Linked DNA regions of Mus musculus: region 2 is linked to region 1. A link is a contact called in public Micro-C data. All regions are on one chromosome and are shown on one strand. The core of a region is the stretch at or near the end of the contact, and the rest is flanking DNA. Distances in the headings are between cores, read along the strand shown. Region 1 has its middle 13 kb from the start of Gm36409. Region 2 has its middle 23 kb from the start of Gm839.

Region 1 (2,642 bases), core at 70-2,569:
TTTTGACTTCACTTACAGTACAAGACCTGAATTGCATCCCATGGAACAGGCACTAATTCCAGTCAGAAAGAGATGATGGTTCCTGTAACAGACCTGCCACTATCACCTCTTGCCTGGCTGGTCACTCCTATGGCATAGAGTCTGAAACTGAGTAAGCCAGTTGGTGACAATTCTCGCCCAACAGCCTGCATAGCACTTTCTGGCACTGGCTAGCAGGAAGGGAGCTTTGAGCCCAACCCCAGCTTGATTTCTTTATTTCCTCAACCAAGATGTCCAGTACTACATTGTCAGGTCTTTTTCCTGATGCTCAACCAACAAGCTTTTCATCCTGCTACCAGCCATTCTGCAGCCACTGTGACTGCAGGCATGGCATGTCCACAGCACCGGAAAGCAGGCTGGATGCAACACAGATACATTGTTCAGCTCAGCACGCATGGGATCCTGAACTCCACTCCCCAGGGAGGGGAAGATGGAAAGGGAGAGGCAGGCAGGAAAGGGAGAGAAAAACTTATGAGACTCCATGACTTTATGCAGAAAGCCAGATTTCTGCCTGCCCCAGGAAAGCCTCCCTTTCCTTCCATTGGTCAGAAGCAAGTCAGATGACCACTTTACCTGCAGGGAAGCCAGGACACATGACTCGGCCACAGAAGCAGTTAGTGGGGGTAGAAAAACAAGAGAGGATATGGCGTCAGATTTAGCCACAGATGGAAACGGTGGCCACCTCAATCAGGAAGGGCAGCAGCCAGAGAGAGAGAAAAGCAGGAATCGCAACAGGGCCCTGAAGAGGAGACAGGGAGGAGGTAGTCTGCAGGCACAGCCAGGTGACCACCATACAGAGGACATGACTCTGACCACACAGGCCCTGTCCCTGCCTACCACAAGAATGTGCGGGTCCATCTTTCTGTTATAAGCATCAGACTCCCACTCAGACCCATCTATAGCCTGGGGAGGGCTGGCTGCACTCAAAATGCAAGGTACCCTAGCATCCAGCGTCTCCTCCATCTCTCATTTTCACCTTAGTGGTGCCACTTCAAAGCACCTTTCCCAGTGGGGCGGTGCCACCTGGGACCAGCAGCTCCAAGTTTGTTCCAACATTCCTCATTGCCTATGCTTGACTGATGTCCCCTCTCCCAAACCCACTCTTAGAGACACTTCCAGGCCAGTCATGGGGAAAAAAAAAAGGGGGGGGGGTGTTTGCAGTCTGTCATGTAAGCAAATCTGTGGCCTGGCTTCAGTGGCTGGTCTCCCTAGCCACATTCCAGACATTCACAGGCAGAAATCTGGAGTCTAGAAATATGTGTGAGACTATCCCCAAAGAATGCAAGGAGTCAGGCTGAACGTATGTGCCAGCGTGACGTGGTCAGGAGACCAGATGTGTGGTCCTCCCCTCTACAATGAGATGGCACCACCTTTCTGGTTGGGATAAGTGGACCCAGGCCTTCTGCTCTCAGCCTGCGGAGCCTCACTGGGTTTCTTGTTCCTGGTACAAAAATGATTTGATCAGGGAACAAACAGGACCCAGGATCAGATGACAAATGTCTATAGCAGAGCTCAGGAAAGGGAGCCTGTTCGTCACTGAAGGAGGAAGGGACGATTCAGGAAGTCACAGGGCAGACCATGGCACGTTCAGGGTGAAGCGAGCCTCTGTGTGGAGCAGAAAGCTAGAGCAAAGGCTGCAAGAGCTGGCTGAAATGGAAGCATTGGCATGCCGCTCCGAGGCTGGCTTCCGCCTGAGGGCCGTTTTCTGAGGCAGGGTCTGGTGATGAGACTGTATGAGCAGAGTGCTTCAGATAAGGAATCTCAGGTGGTGTCTTGTCTCAGCCATGCCCAGGCTGAGCAAAGCTTGGCGTCACAGGGCTGAGAAGCAACTAGCGCAGTGTCCACCACAGCAGGAGGGAGCAGAAGTCCAAGGCCAACCTCCACCCTTCCTAGGCCCTATTCTACAGCTCTATGTTCCACCAAAGACTATGACCCCAGGGTGGCTAAGCTCACAGAAAGGCACACCATGGACCCAGGGGGACAAATGCTGATTAGCCTGCTTGGCTCATCTGCACCTGTCTACTAAGTTGTGTGAATTCAGACAAGATTTTTAACCTCTCTGTGCCTTAGTTTCCTCACTTATAAATTAAGAGTGGTGAAACACACACATAACTCCAACAATAGTTTGGGTTATAAATCAGCCAATGTGTGTGGTGTGCACTGGAAAGAGAAATATCCTCCTGAATAAAGGCTAGAAGCCGTGAGAGAGGCGTGACAGCCGCAGGCCCTGACAATCCACACCACTGTAGCCCCCTGCTGGCCCTTCAGCTGAGCCACGGCTGGCTCCACGCCCACTGAGAGCGTAGAAGACAGAAGACAGCTCCAGTTCTCCTTAACAGCTAGGAAGAGCCTGCCCTGGCCCAGAGCCAGACAGGACTACTCTCAGCCTTGGTCTTCCTGCGGTGCAGAGGACTGGCATGTGGTACAGGCCTGTGGGCTGCTCCAAGATGTCACTCTGTCCTCCCAGTACCCCAGAACTGTCTCCTCCATCCTCAGCCCCAGGAAGCCTGTGAGTGGTCTCCAAGGCAACAGGGCATCAGAACAGCAGAGAATATGTTGAGGATGCTCAAGAGTAGTTGGGGGTGGAGGAAGCCCACAGATTG
Region 2 (2,642 bases), core at 68-2,567, 280 kb before region 1:
CCTTAGCAATTGCTGATTAGACAGATGGACTGAGATAAGGAGAGCGTTCTTTCTTAGTCATATTCTTTGATACCAGGAGCTTTACTATCGCCAGAGAGAAGAAGGCTCTCTTCAGTGTAGCCAGAGTTTAGAAACAACACACAGGGCCACAGCTTTCCTACATAGACCACCTCATCTACACTCTTACACCCAGCACTTCCTCCACTGGGTTCCTGGATTCCCACCACCTGAATAACCCAGTGTCCGAAATCATCAGGCAGAGATGGCCCCTGTTCTACTAGCCCCTTGCCCATCCCTGCTCATCCCCTCCCTGTCCTTTCTGCAGGTGCCACAGCCCTGCATATCCACATGCCCCACCCCCTACCTACCTGGTGCAGCCCTGTCCTTCTTTTGTGGCCCTAATGCTGTGAAGGAAAAGTGGGGCACGGCCATCTTTCCTTCAGTGGCAGTCCTCTGACCTGTGGCTCTCACCACACCTGAATAATAATGACAGCATATCGTGAAATGCTCACAGTTTTGAAGACACCCGAGGGTGCTTGTCAACCTCCTTCCTTGCCAGCCAGCCACCTCCTGTGGTTAGAGGAAGAAAGGCAGAGGAAGCCCACGCTGGGGTAGCAGTGACAGTCCACACCTCCCCTCCTGCTGGTACCTCCCCATTTCTTCTGGAAGGAGAGTGTTCCTATAGCAACCCAGTGAATAACAAACAGTAGCCACTCCTTTTCTCCAACAGGTGGATCCAGCTAGAATGGATGATGGATAAACAAGGGATGAAGAGGTTTGCTTTAGCCATAGCTACATCTGAAAGCAATCCAGGAAAAAAAAAAAATCACACGTGCTCAACTTTCTCCTAGCTCCTTACAGTGACTACTGGCTTTCTCTCAGGAATCTGTCTTATTGTTTGCTTGATGGACATTTCTGTTTCTCCTATGATACTCCCACACATATGCTCTTAGGTGCCAGTGTGGGCAGTCCTGGGTGATCTTTCCCTACCCCCCACGTAGAGCTGTGTACAGTCCTGCATCATCTTTCTCTACCCCCACATAGAGCCATGTACAGTTCCAAGTGATCTTTCTCTCCCCCCACGTAGAGCTCAATGGTCTCCTGGCTGATGATTTAACACTTGAGTGCTGTCATCAGGGGAGCTTGGTGGGCTCTGCTCCAGCTGCTGGGCACAGCTGCCTGGCTGGAGTTTCAGGGCCAGGTCTGACATGCCATGAGTGGCTTGCCAGATCCCAAGGAGGGCAGCCGAGGGCACAGCCAAGCCAGCAGGCCAGGCACCTCGGGTGGCGGGCAGCCAGGCCAGGCCAGAGCCGTTCCAGGCAGCCCACGGCCAGCTGCTTGTGGTTATATTTAGCCAGGGACAGCAGGACGCTGGGGCTCCCCAGGCCAAGGGACCATACGCTGCCTAAGTGGTCCTTGGCATTGGACATGTGAGATTGTTTTCCATTTTGAGGACATTATTTTAAAATGTTTCCATGAGGGGAAAGGGAAGAAGGGAAAGAAAGCTGATCTGGAAGAAGAGGTCTAAAAGAAATGCAGCAGCAACAACCGCAAATCCTTGTTTGCATTCCGACGGTTGCTGCCGCTGCTGAACTAACTCCAAAGAGATCACTGGAGACATCTGGGAATTCGCACACAGGCTGAGAATTAAACGATATTAAAGAATTATTAATTCTGTTGAGCGTGATGATACTGAGATTAGATGTCTTAAACTCCTTATCTGCCAGAGACACAAATTGAAATATTTATGATAAAATGGTCCGATGACGTATGAGGCTCACTTGCCACACGGATCGTGTGTACGGGAGTGTTGGGGGTGGAGGCACACCGGCTGTGGATGCTGCCTCCAAGCTGCGGCTGGCACACATTCGTTATTCCTGTCTCTCTACTTTTGTGTGGAGTTGACATTTTCCGTAATCAATGCTAAAAAGTGCTTCCACCCGTATATTCTCGCCTGAGGCTTTTTCTCCCTGCGTCCTTTTTGCCTTGCTTGCTCAGAGAGAATTCCCAGGGGTGGAATTACTGGAGCTGGGAGTTTCATGATTTCCTCCCCCACTCTGGACATGTGCTGGCAGGTCGGGCATCCACAGGACGATGAGGACTCTGTGCTGATCCTGGGGCACCCAGGGTCCCTGCACAGCAACAGAGCTGACACCCACTCAATTCTTCACACCATGAGGTCACTCAATATAAAACTGACATGGCATTCGGCACTTGACCCCCAGCTCCGGATGAAGGGTGAGGGCAGGGCACGTTCACTAGGCCCTAAGACCCTACAGGAGCTTTGGTTTGGAAAATGCTTCATGACCCACTGGTGACCCTTGTCTTTCCTGATGCAAATCTGTGTATTGTCCTGCTAGTTTTCAGTTTTTATATTCTTTTAATTTGCATATGGACTCTGGAAAGATGGCTTAGTGGGCAAAGTGCTTCCTATGGAAGTATAAGGACTGAAACCTGAGTCCCCAGAACCCACATCTATGCTGGGTGTTTCTTGGAAGCTGCCATAACCCTAGGCTCCAGTGGCAGAGATAGAGGATGCCCTGGGCAAGCTGCTAGCTAGACTAACTAAACCAGCAAGCTCTGGGTTCAGTGAGAGGCTCTGTCTTAGTAAATAAAGTGGAGGAAAACATCCTACACCAGCC

The links. Hi-C and Micro-C count contacts between places; a contact is called where the count stands out from the background.
Region 2: a Micro-C map of muscle stem cells shows a contact between it and region 1, with 5 times the contacts expected there. The contact joins two enhancer-like sites. A contact is called at or near these places in 9 of 484 Hi-C or Micro-C datasets (the N1E-115 cell line, Sertoli cells, cerebral cortex and 4 more), 7 of 115 datasets of contacts at active chromatin or transcription factors (the 230-238 cell line, differentiating embryonic stem cells, embryonic basal ganglia and 4 more) and 1 of 9 other capture datasets (embryonic tail).

What each region holds. Positions count from the first base shown.
Region 1 is chr6:88,959,803-88,962,444 of GRCm38.p6, reverse strand. No RefSeq gene overlaps it. Among named protein-coding and RNA genes, the nearest start is that of Gm36409, 13 kb to the left of the region's middle. Within about 2 kb of position 1,319, at least 73 of the 459 cell types and tissues checked have an H3K27ac peak or open chromatin away from gene starts, as enhancers often do. A contact at or near this core is called in muscle stem cells, where this site is marked.
Region 2 is chr6:89,238,331-89,240,972 of GRCm38.p6, reverse strand. No RefSeq gene overlaps it. Among named protein-coding and RNA genes, the nearest start is that of Gm839, 23 kb to the right of the region's middle. Within about 2 kb of position 1,317, at least 53 of the 459 cell types and tissues checked have an H3K27ac peak or open chromatin away from gene starts, as enhancers often do. A contact at or near this core is called in muscle stem cells, where this site is marked.